Linked DNA regions of Cricetulus griseus: region 2 is linked to region 1. Evidence: chromatin contacts called from public Hi-C data. All regions are on one chromosome and are shown on one strand. Each heading gives the region's core, a stretch centred on a gene start, on an enhancer-like site or on the middle of the called end of the contact. The rest is flanking DNA. Distances are from core to core; before and after follow the strand shown.

Region 1 (5,885 bases), core at 936-3,435:
CAGGAGGCAGAGGCAGGTGGATCTCCGTGAGTATGAGGCAACTACAGAGTGAGTTCCAGAATAGCCAGGGCTACACAAAGAAAGCCTGTCTCAGAGAAGAAAAAAAAATTTGTTCATGAGATAAAAATCACTTTTTTATTTTTTTTTGGTTTTTCAAGACAGGGTTTCTCTGAGATAAAAATCATTAAACAGAAAACAAGAACAACCTCCTGAGTTGCAGTGTATCTCACTGATAGAGTAACTGCTTATCATCAATAGTCTGGGTTTGGATACAGAACTACAAAAAAAAAAAAAAAAAAAAAAAAAAAAAAGTTTACTCCAAACTAGCAGCTCCTCTAGGCTGACTTGTGCCCCTACCCCCCATTTCTCTGTGAGGCAGGGGCTTAACTAGTAGTTCAGGCTGGCCAGAATTTGTGATCCTCTGCCTCTCAGGTACAGGGATTATTGCCATGATTCCACTACCCAGTAGGGCTGAACATTTTTAGCACATGGGTGTGTGTGTGTGTGTACCCTCCGACAGCTTTTAATGCTGTATGAATTCTTGCTTTTAAGTTTAAAACTAATCTGCAATAATAACAACAGCATACCAGTATTTAGGCTCCCATGGTATCAGATACTTTTATACACACACACACACACACACACACACACACACACACACACACACACACACACACACACTTTTTAAAACTTTGTGAAATAAGAACAAACATGTAAGAATAAATCCCATGCTTTCGTTCTCTGACTCTAATAGCTTTAAGTTGCAGACAAACTCCAGACTAGTCCGTCTCTTAAAGAAATGACATGAAGTTTTCTAATATAGATATTGCAAAGTGCTATTGGTTTTTCATAAGTTATAGACTTATGAAATGTTATATAGACTTAAATGTTACGGGGAAATTCACCATACTCTGGGACTTCAGTAGTTCTTCTAGAATTTGGAATTCTTTTTATAAAGCACTGATATCATCAATAGAAAAGGCAATTTTCAGTGCTGAGCTGCCTTCCAGGTAACAGTATGGAAACCGCTTTGTTATTTTGAACTGACGTTTATGAAAAATTGATTGTTATTTGTATGAAACTGAGGTTATCTGAAAGTAGGAGAGTTAATGAGTAAATAATTTGGGGTTTTTGTTTTAGACCCTGGATAGACTATAACTTGTCATGTACATCCAAGGGTGACCTTGGATTCAGAGATCCACCTGCCTCTGTCTCCCAAGTGCTATGATTAAAGACATACACCCTGCATGCCTAGCCCATTATATATATTTTAAATACACTTTACAAGTGTATAAGACTGAGGTTTTTCCATAGTGTAGTAAATGCATAACAGATCTGAAATAATATTCAGCATCTTTCTGTGAAAACAGAACTTGGTTATTAATCACATATACACTACAACTTAGTAAAAATTCTTCCTTTAAATATCATTTTATGTCACAGTTACTTAGCATCTGATCTAAGAACTCCATATTTCCAACTCCTAAATCCAACTTTTTAAAATTTTTAAGAATTTTTTTTCTTAAATCCAACTTGAAACTTGAAAACCCAGTAACAATTCAATAAATATTACCTAGAAGGGCCAACTAGGGAAACGGTTGCATAAGGATCACAGTTTTGTCCATTTATGAGAGGCAATCCATGGCATGCCTTGATGCTAAGGTAGAATAAGAGAGATTTGAAACCATTAGAGTCAAGTTAACATCATAGTATTATCTCTCCCTCCCTACCCCCTTTGCCTTTTTATGGACTGGGGACAGAACCCTGGGTTCACATATACAGGGCAAAGGCTCTGCCTCTGAGCTGCACTTCCAACTCTGAAACACTGTCATTAAATCGAAATCAACAATTCAAAGGCTTTAAAATTATTCACCACTTTTGCAGTTCCAATACACCAACTACTCCAACTGATGTATTTGCTTATTTACATGATTATTCTCCAAAGAGAATTAAAGAGGAATGACACAATTGGTACTCAGACTACCATAACACATTTCTTCCTGGTAAATACTCAAGGTACATTTTGTGGTTTGATAATACATCAAAACTGCTGTGGCTTCTAAAAAGGAAAAGAAACTACACACTTACATGAGAAACTACAAACCAGGCCAATACCATGGCACCATATCCTCTGCTAAAGCATGAATGACACACAAGGAAATGGTTGTGGTTTTACTTAAAATCTGATTCATAAATATAGGGCAAGCTTCACATAATTCTGTAGTCTTTCAGAATGATTCTCAGCAACAGTTCTTGCATCATTCTGTAGAAAATGTTCTAGACTATAAAAACCAAGGCCGACCAATCTACTTTATGGACTATAGTTGTATTTACAGAAAGCACACAATTTAATGATCTGATTCTCAAAGATTCTCAGTAATTATTACTAAGTTAGTTGGTTTAATGTCTAAGTCTTCATTTCCTGCTGCCTAACAGGAGCTCACAAATGCTGTTAAGTTTTTTTTTTTTTCTTTTCTTTTCTTTTTTTTCTTTCTAGAGACCAGGGCTACTGAGCAACATCTTCCATTTCTCTGCAAAACACTCATCACATATATGGGTGAACTGCAAATGGAGTACTGCCAAGTAAAGAGAAAATTGAAAATAAGATTCATTTCTACTAAACTGGGCATCAAAAGTCAAATTTTAAAAATTCTAAAACTAGGCCTGGAGAGATGGCTCAGAGATTAAGAGAGCTGGTTGCTCTTCCAGAGGACCAAGGTCCAATTCCCAGCACCTACATGGCAGCTCACAACTGTCTGTAACTCCAGTTCCAGAGGATCTGACACCTTCACACCAATGCACATAAAATAAACTTAAATATTTATTTAAAAAATTCTGAAACTAACCAAAAAAGCACAGGCCAAGGAAATATTTTAGGATTTACATTTTCCCACCAATAGAGGCATCATTAATTAAATGTCAGTTTTTTTCTGTGGCTGGTGGGCCCCCTCTTACTAGCTCTGTGATAGACGCTGGTATCATATGTCTGACAAAGCTTAAAAGCAAATTATAATCAGAACAAACTGTTTCCAAGGAACTTAACTGATACCTACAGAACAACTCAAGTACTTTCCTGGAATACAAAGTATTTAGAGACTTCGTGTCCAATGTAAATAATCAATAAACATGACCTATTGTGAAAAGAAAAAAAAGAAAACCAACCAAAACAGAAGCAGAAATGGTAGAAAATATAATCATAGACAAGGGCATTTAAAAATTTTACTTCATAGCATAGAAAAATAGAAAAAAGCTTAAGAAAAATTGGAGGGCTAGAGATAGAAAAATGTAAGTTCTGACATAAAAACACAGGTAAACTCAAATGTTTGCTAAGACTGTGGAGAGAAGCTGAGCAAACATGAGAATAAAATAATTCAGCTTTAGATGTGTAAAGTTGCAATGTCACATGACAGTACAGGGGATATGAGACTAAGACTCAAAACAGGTTGAATGTACAAGGTACAGACAATTAAAAATTGTTTTAATATAATCTCAGACTTTGAAATAGTTATAAAGATAACATACAGAGCTTCTGTGAACCCAGTACTCAGTGTTAACCAATGTGAAACTATTGTAATCAACAAACTAACATTAACTTAATGCTACTAAAGCTAATTAATCTACAGATGTCACTCAAATTTTGCTAAGATCCAGGATGCAGTATGAGATCCTACACTATGTTTGGGTCCATGTCCTCTTAGTCTCTGTCACCCTGGGATACTTGCTTTCATATTATTTATTCTGAGTTTGTCTGGTATTTGCTTATGACCAGATTGGGATTAGACACCTTGGTATCCTTTTCAATACATAGTATCAAAAACTGTGCTGTGCTATAAACCATTAGAAATTATTCCTCCTATCCTGCAGCTCTGTACCAATTAACAATTATCCTTCCACCAATCCTTCCCCTATATTTTACTGAGGCTCTAAGAATAATTATTCTATAACTACTTCCTTAATAATAGCTTTCTAAGCCGGGCATTGGTGGCGTATGCCTTTAATCCCAGCACTCAGGAGGCAGAGGCAGGTGGATCTCTGTGAGTTCGAGGCCAGCCTGGTCTCCAGAGCGAGTGCCAGGAGAGGCTCCACAGCTACACAGAGAAACCCTGTCTCGAAAAACCAAAATAATAATAATAATAATAATAATAATAATAATAATAATAATAACAATACTAACAATAAAATAATAATAGCTTTCTAAGTGTCTATATAATTGAGAGTTTGCAGTATCTTTTTGCTTGTACCCAGTTACTACTGTGGTGTTTACCAGTGCTGATTTCAATCTCCATCATTCTTCTTGAATTGATTGATTAGAATTCTACTGTAAGGAAAAGTAATCCTTTCTTCCTATGCATTTATTCAACTCTTTACTTGTATCAGTAGTGACTCATAAATATTTTATTCTGCAGGTTTTAATCCATTATTATTACTAATTTTGTGTCTCAAATAATTGGCCATCTAGAGTTCATTCAGATTAGTTTCAATGTCGTTTATTCATATCTATCTGTCCATTATTTTTAAGAGTATTTTTTACTTTTTAATTTCATAAGATATTCTAGCCTTATCACATATTTTCCTTATCCCAGCCCTGAAAGCAGCCACTGTTTTTTTTTTTTTTTTTTTAATTGGACTTGTACGAATATTGCAGCCATTAACCATATTTGGCTATTAAGTAAAATTAAACAAAATTAAAAAGCATTTAATCATATAAGCCATATTTCAAGTCTTCAATAGCCACATAGAGCTGATAGGTATTAAATTGGGAGTGAATATGGCACTCATATTAGACACATTTGTGTACAATCCTGTGCACATACTACTCCCCAAGCCCCTACATCTTTAAACAAAATGTCTTTGAGAAGTCTGCCTTCAAAGGAGAGCAGAAAAATGAGGATAAGTTAGCTAACAGTTAGGGGCAGATAAGTACAAGTGTCTCAGAGGCATGCATTTTAGGATAGGAGATATATATATATATATATATAACAAGGTCAGTGAGACTCAGGAGATGATGATGTAGGAAAAAAACATAACCAAAGGCCGAGTGTTGGTGGCGTACACCTTTAACCCCAGCACTCGGGAGGCAGAGGCCAGCCTGGTCTACAGAGCGAGTTCCAGGACAGGCTCTAAAACAATACAGAGAAACCCTGTCTTGAAAAACCAAAACCAACCAACCAACCAAACAAATAAATAAATAACATAACATAACCATAGGAAGAAAGTCCTTGATGTGGGGGGAGCAACTACAAACCCTGCAAGATATACTGGTGGAACAGTGGCACAAACGTTAAGAATAAACAACCCCTGCTTTTATTTAAGGCCCACTCCAGGAGAAGGAACCCAAACCCGACACTACTAAAGTGGCCAAAAAAACCCAAGACTAGACAGGTCATGGGCCTAGGGGAAAATCTACTACTATTATTTTACTAAAGGAACATAGCAATGACTCCTAGTAACATCATGCTATAACCATAGGTAAGTGCATCCTTTAACCTTCGTCAGGTAAGCTTCTTACTGCAGTAGATGGGGATTAGCACAGACACCCACAACTGGACAATGTGCAGCTAGTGAGAGACTTGGGAAACTCAGTTCTAAGTGGGATGTCTTCATCAAATCATTCCTTCAAGGCTCAGGGGTCTATGTAGAAAAGGAGGCAGAAAGATTCTAGGAGTCAGATGTAATGACTCCAAGAAAACGACTGCTAGAGACAACAGGGTTGATATACTTATGAACTCACAGAGACTGTGATGACATGCCTAAGACCTACAGAGATTCAAACAAGACAAAATTCCAGCATTGAGAAGTACATGCAAAGAAGCTAATTGCAACTGAAAACTGCTGGGAAGTCAGAGGCCCTTACCTATGACCTTGCCATACCTTAATGTAGAAAG
Region 2 (5,976 bases), core at 131-2,630, 240 kb after region 1:
GTGCAGGCAGGCATGGTGCTGGAGTTAAGAAACCTACATCTCAATTGGCAGGCAACACAAAAGTGAACTGAGATACTGGGCATGGCTTGAGCATATATGAGACCTCAAAGCTCACCTCCACAGTGACATACTTCCTCCAACAAGGCCACACCTCCTGATAGTGCCACTCCCTTTAAGGGCCATTTTCTTTCAAACCACAACAAAGAAACCTCTAACTGGGTCTTGAAGACACTGTGGAAATGGGGTGAACAGGGACAGATAAGTCAGCAGGGAGGCAGAGCCGGCACAAGCCATGAAGATGCTACAAGAAGTGGGGTGCTGGGGTGCAGAGAATCTTAGTGGAAAGTCTGAACACGAGGCTGGAGAGTGAGGGCTCTCATGGTCCCCTAACAGGAGACCCTAGGGGGTACACACCTTGACTACCCAATGCAGTAAAGAAGACACGATTCCCAGGCTAGCAGCATTCTAGTCTCTAGCATGAGAGAAGAATACACAAAACCCCATGGTCTTCCTACCTAAAATGCTTCACTGATTATTCCCCAAACTCCAGCCCATGAGGAGACTTTGGACATCAAGAGTTATCTGAAACCCTCAGATTTGTTGTCTTCAAAGAACAGCCCTGGCTGTAGACAGGAAATCCATGGTTCCACCGGGTTGGTCCTGCCCAGGCAGGCTGGCACCCCAGGACCATTCCATCAAAATAACGTCTTTCCCACTGGGCACATCCCTACATCTCCTGGTCTCATTCAGTAAGGATAGATGTTACGTGCCCCCAGACACACTGGCTACCGCCAAGCCATCATTTATTGCTAACTGTGCTTCTAATTTCCATACACGCAATTTCCATTCTCTGCTCAATTATTTTTCATCCTGAGGGCTTTCAACTAAGACAGCGCAGTCTCTAATGCTGTGAAAAATTAAATGGCTGAAATACTATCTTACACTCATTGCCTTTGCAGCTGCACACACTCCCTCCTGTGAATCGCCCCACTCCTCACCCCAACCCTGCATGGTGAGCTCCAACAGACTAAGGGACTTGCCTGCTGCCTCCATGGAACAGTTCTAGGGTAGATGACTCCTAAGCAAGTGCTCACTGTATCTCATCTTTCTGAAACTGAAGAACACAAGGAGAGAGTGGGCCTCAGGCTGAACTGGGCTCAGTGTATTTTCTGAGTTGCCTGAGATGCCCTCTCTGCTCTGGGCCTGTCTCTGCTCTCTTCTCCCAATTCAGACACACCCTCCTGCAGGGAGGAGAGAGGCTCACAAGAGTCAGGAAGCCAAGTGAACGTTAAAAGACATACAGCACTTAAGACTTGGCAGCTCAGAAAGTTACATGACTCACAAGGTCTCGTCCCTCCCGGGGTTTTTACAGCAGTAAACAACCACTAAGGGGGGTGGAAAGTGTGATGGAGCTGCCTGCCTGCTGTACATACAGGAGGCTTTCCCAGTCATCACCTACCGCAGGGGTCGACTTTTCAGTGAGGCAGCTGCCCCAATAAAATCACTGGCCCAGCAAGCGCCATGTGGGTGGAGTCGGTTTTTTTGTGTTCTGTCATCAGTGCCCTATCTGGCTTGAACAGATGTTTGTTTGTATCTTCCTAAAGGAAGACCGGGAAATACTCTGAACAGTTCACACTCACCAAAGCATAGTTCACCCCTCCTTCACACAGTGCTCTGTTGTACAGAACACGGCAGCATGCATGAAAACGACTCTTACAAAAAGTGCAATTTACCTGCCAGCCACTAGAGTGCAGTCGATTTCTGGTCGCTTTGTTTTGGGAATGGCATACAGTGGGTACCTGTCCCCGTGGCGAATGAACACATGAACCGAGACCAGCTTATAATGATGTGGGGCGTGACCTGTGAGAGAGACACAACTTCCAGTCACCACACAACAGTGTTATAGCGAGGGGGGGGCACAAGCCAAGGCTGGGGGACCGAGAAGCTGGTAGCCAGGGCAACCCAGAAATAGCAGGGCTGCTACTGAGGGATCTGAACTGGAGGAAAGGGCACTGTGCTGGGTGGGAGGGTGATGCTAGCTAAAGAACCCCTAAAGGTGGAACAGAGGGTCATGAGAGGGCTTGAAATGTCCCAGGACTCCCAAAGTAACTGGTGAGATATGCACATGACGACCAATGTCTCATAAACAGAGACTGGGGGAGGCTCACAGAATCCTAGGAATAGGCTTCTGCTTTAAACCCTTCAGGAAACACAGCAGGACACACCACCTTTTGATACACTTGAGGAAAGTGAAACGGTGGCGACACTGTTTCACACTCCTTTATAGCAAGACTAGAGTGGACATGTTAATTCTATTGCAGATTTACACTGAGACGCTGAGCAGCCAAGGGTACTACAGGCCAGCTTCAACCCCGTCTGCCTATTCCACAGCTCACCAGAGACCAGTCACCCCCACTACTCAGTAGAGTGGATAAAACCCAGGAGCCCATCCTGGGGCACAGGGAGTGGCTACTGCAGGAGTTGAGCCCAAGCTTCCAGCTTCTTACAACGGCATGATGCTGCTTGGAGAACTTAGTCCCCAGGATGTCTACTTGGGTACTGAGTCCCAGGCTACCACAACGGGCCATACACTGGGTCTACCTTCCATGCTGTGCTCGGCTACACTCGGAATGTTGCAGTACAGAAGAGCTTCATAAACCGGGTCTACCGTCGGGGGCTCTGTCACTGGGTCGGGCATGATCCTCTTCCGACTCTTGCTGCTTCCTCCATTTTTTGTTGTGGACACTGGGATCAGGTGGACTGCAAGGAAAGCAGAATGGACACGGAGGACGCCAGATCAGCCGCTGTGGCCCCAGGAGGGCTGAATGTCACTGTAAGCATTCGCTCCTTCAGTTACGGTGGACCTTAGTGGAACGAGAAGCCAGCCTCCCGATCCACAAGTGTACCTGGGACTTCCTGAGTAACAGGCCTCCCTTGGTGCAGGCGAGAAGAACTTATTATTCCCCATTCTCAAGTTCCCGGAACTAAAGGTGCACGAGGAGGACACAGCCCCTCTTCCCAATAAGCTTTTAGCTCCTGTAACTGTGTCAAGGGGAAAGATCATTGTCCACTGGTGCCTGTTAAGTGCTAAATGGTGTGTGTGTCACACCTCAATTAATATCATCCGACCACACTCTGTGGTCCCTAGAGCCCCATCTCTGCAATCTGCTCACCAGCCCTCAGGAGATTACTTCACACAAGAGAGCCTGAGACTGAGGTACACATGTGCAGCGAATGGACTGGGTCTCATTTGTCTGCCTGGGCTGGCTCCCCCCACCAGGTGAGGGTCATGCAATGTGCAATGGTTTGGCTATCTGGCATCCATCTTTCTATTGGTGAGTGCTAGGACCCATGGGAGACTGGCTGAGCTGATAGCGCTCCCGCCCGTTGGCAGGTGGACATATGGCCAGAACCAGGGACGGTAGTGACAGGGCAACCATAATCCTTTTTCTGGGCCAGGAGAGGCTCTCCCTGTTCTCTACCCAGCCATCTGTCTGTTTTTCCACAGTCTATCTCAGTAGTTCCCAGTCCTTCCATGATGATAGGGCAATTTTTTTTTCCAGTTTCACAGTTTCTAGAGACCCCTGCACAGTAGCAGTCGTATTTCCAACATCTGTTAGTGGAGGACATACTTGTAAATAAGTGAGCTTGCAAATCTAGTTAATTTCTAAGAGATTTACCACATATTTACTTATATTTATACATACACATATACCCAAACAATAGCTGAAACAGAGGCTAAACACTAGTCTACATTGGCTTAAATTCTCTAAATTCTTCTACATAAATACCTAAATACATAAAATTTCCCCTTGCCAAACATATGTGATAAACAAAAATGAAAGAGAGTGAATACACTAAGAGAAAAACATTTGCAACATACGTAACAGACAAGTGACTGATATCTCAAGCATAGAAGAGCACCACAACTGAAGATTCGGTGACAGATACGTGAGTGCAAATGTCAACAGCCAACAAAACATGAATGGATGCTCAAGTTAATAGCTATGGAAATACAAAAGAAAACCACTGGTGAGATGTATTTCCCCAGGTTAGAAAATCATACTTTAACAGTAACACCAATATTGACAAGGCGTGACACTTATACACACTGGAGGTGTGGGTGGAAAATGAAATCTTCCAGAAGGAATGTTTTTTACCTCATGCTATTCCTTGAAATCTGTTCTAAAAACATCAGTTCCCACACTCAAAGGTGGCCAAAGAGATTCACTGCAGTGGCGCTGGCAACAAAACCAGAGAACAATCTAAAAATCCATCATTGAATGAAGAGAATGTTATATTCAGAGTGCAGATTATTCTATCTGAACTTAAAGAACACAAAAAGAATCAAAGATAAATCAAGCGAAGTTGATGAGCCAAGTCACCAGGCAATAAATACAACCCATTTTGTGTAAAGGAAGGAAGAAGGGACAGAGGAAGGGAGGGAGGGATGGAAGAAAGCAGGGAGGGAGGGAGGGAGGAGGGAGGGAGGGAGAGAGGGAGGGAGGGAGGGAGGGAGGGAGGGACTATAAATGAACATGTGTATTAGTCACTAGTCTGCTTGCTATGGAAACATGCCTGACAGAGTAGCTTCAAGAAGGGATTATTTTGGCTCACAGTTTGGAGGGATCGGTCCATCATGGAAGACACGATGGGGAGAGAGGTCAGGAGAGAGAGGTCACATTCCGAATCACATGTCAGGAAGCAGACAGCACTATATTAGTGCTCACCTAACTTTCTCCTTTTTCTTTGGTTCAGGATCCCAGCTCCACAAAAAGTTACCACCCACACTTAGGGTGTCTCTTCCCACCTCAACTAACCTACTCTGGATAATCCCTCACAAACATCCCCTAAAATGTTTCCATGGTGACTCTACATTCCATCAAACAGATAGCCAAGATTAATCCTTACAACTCTACCCCTTGTCATCCTGACAGCCAAATACATCCCCTTTAAGTCTAACCCTCTCACTTCTTATTGCCATAGACCCGCTGCCTCTCAAAATGCAAACTGCATTCAGTCCAACTTCCAAAGTCCCCGTAATCTTTAATAGTTCCAACACTCTTTGAAAGTTCAAAGTCCAAGTACCACCTGGGGACTCAAGGCCATCTCTTAGCTGTGAGCTCCTATAAAACAAAAAGCAAGTTACATATTACAATATACAACAGCACAGCCAAGATCCCCTGCCCGCTCAGGATGGAGCCTGGCCCCACTGGACCACAGCTGCATCAGCTTCTGTGTATTGACCCCGAGGCAACATTTTCCTAGGCAGTTGCTTTGAGAAGCAGGGAACCCCCTCTGCATCTTCTCACTGTACGTTCTCTTCTTTCAAATGGATTTGCATTTGCACAAGATATAGCCTATAAAGGATAAGGGCTTGTCCTCAGGACACCTTCCCAGCTGTTCCCGTGCACAGCAAGAGGTGACTCTTCATTGGTGATAATCCCCTTAACAATTATAGCTGCTACTCACCACCTGTCTTGTCTACAACTTTAAACTCCCTCCCTCCCCTGCCAAATGGCAATTTTTTCATCTTTTCTCCCCTCCACTTGTTGCTTCCCTCACCATAGACCTTGATAAAAGCAATGTGCAGTAAACTATGAAACTATCCCATCTTGAAATTTCCTTTCAGTTACTTTTAAAAGTCAACTCTATCAGAGTTCTCAGGACATGGGCAGAATGCAGCCAGATTCTCTGACAGAATACAACACCAATGGCTCCTGTGGTGGTTTGAATACAAATGGCCCCAGGGGCTCATCGAGAGTGGCACTGTTGGGAAGTGTGGCCCTGCTGGAGGAAGCCTGTCACTGGGGGAGGGCTTTGCGGTCTCAGAAGCTCCAGCCTGCCAGCGGTTCACTGTCACTTCCTGCTGTCTATGGGTCCAGATGTAGAACTCTCAGTCTTTCTCCAGCATGCCATTGTGTTTTCTGCCATGATGATAATGGACTAAACCTCTGAACTGTAAGCCAGCCCCAA

Evidence for each region. Hi-C and Micro-C count contacts between places; a contact is called where the count stands out from the background.
Region 2: a Hi-C map of the CHO-K1 cell line shows a contact between it and region 1, with 5 times the contacts expected there. The contact joins two enhancer-like sites. A contact is called at or near these places in 3 of 8 Hi-C or Micro-C datasets (the CHO-K1 cell line and fibroblasts).

The regions. Positions count from the first base shown.
Region 1 is chr4:205,181,411-205,187,295 of CriGri-PICRH-1.0, forward strand. It overlaps Rasa2 (ras GTPase-activating protein 2), which reads right to left. Exons shown (of 24, transcript XM_027410908.2): 6 at 1,574-1,657. Among named protein-coding and RNA genes, the nearest start is that of Rasa2, 42 kb to the right of the region's middle. Within about 2 kb of position 2,186, at least 2 of the 6 cell types and tissues checked have open chromatin away from gene starts, as enhancers often do. A contact at or near this core is called in the CHO-K1 cell line and fibroblasts, where this site is marked.
Region 2 is chr4:205,417,986-205,423,961 of CriGri-PICRH-1.0, forward strand. Pxylp1 (2-phosphoxylose phosphatase 1) reads right to left here. Exons shown (of 6, transcript XM_027410903.2): 3 at 2,602-2,760; 4 at 1,734-1,860. Among named protein-coding and RNA genes, the nearest start is that of Pxylp1, 49 kb to the right of the region's middle. Within about 2 kb of position 1,381, at least 2 of the 6 cell types and tissues checked have open chromatin away from gene starts, as enhancers often do. A contact at or near this core is called in the CHO-K1 cell line and fibroblasts, where this site is marked.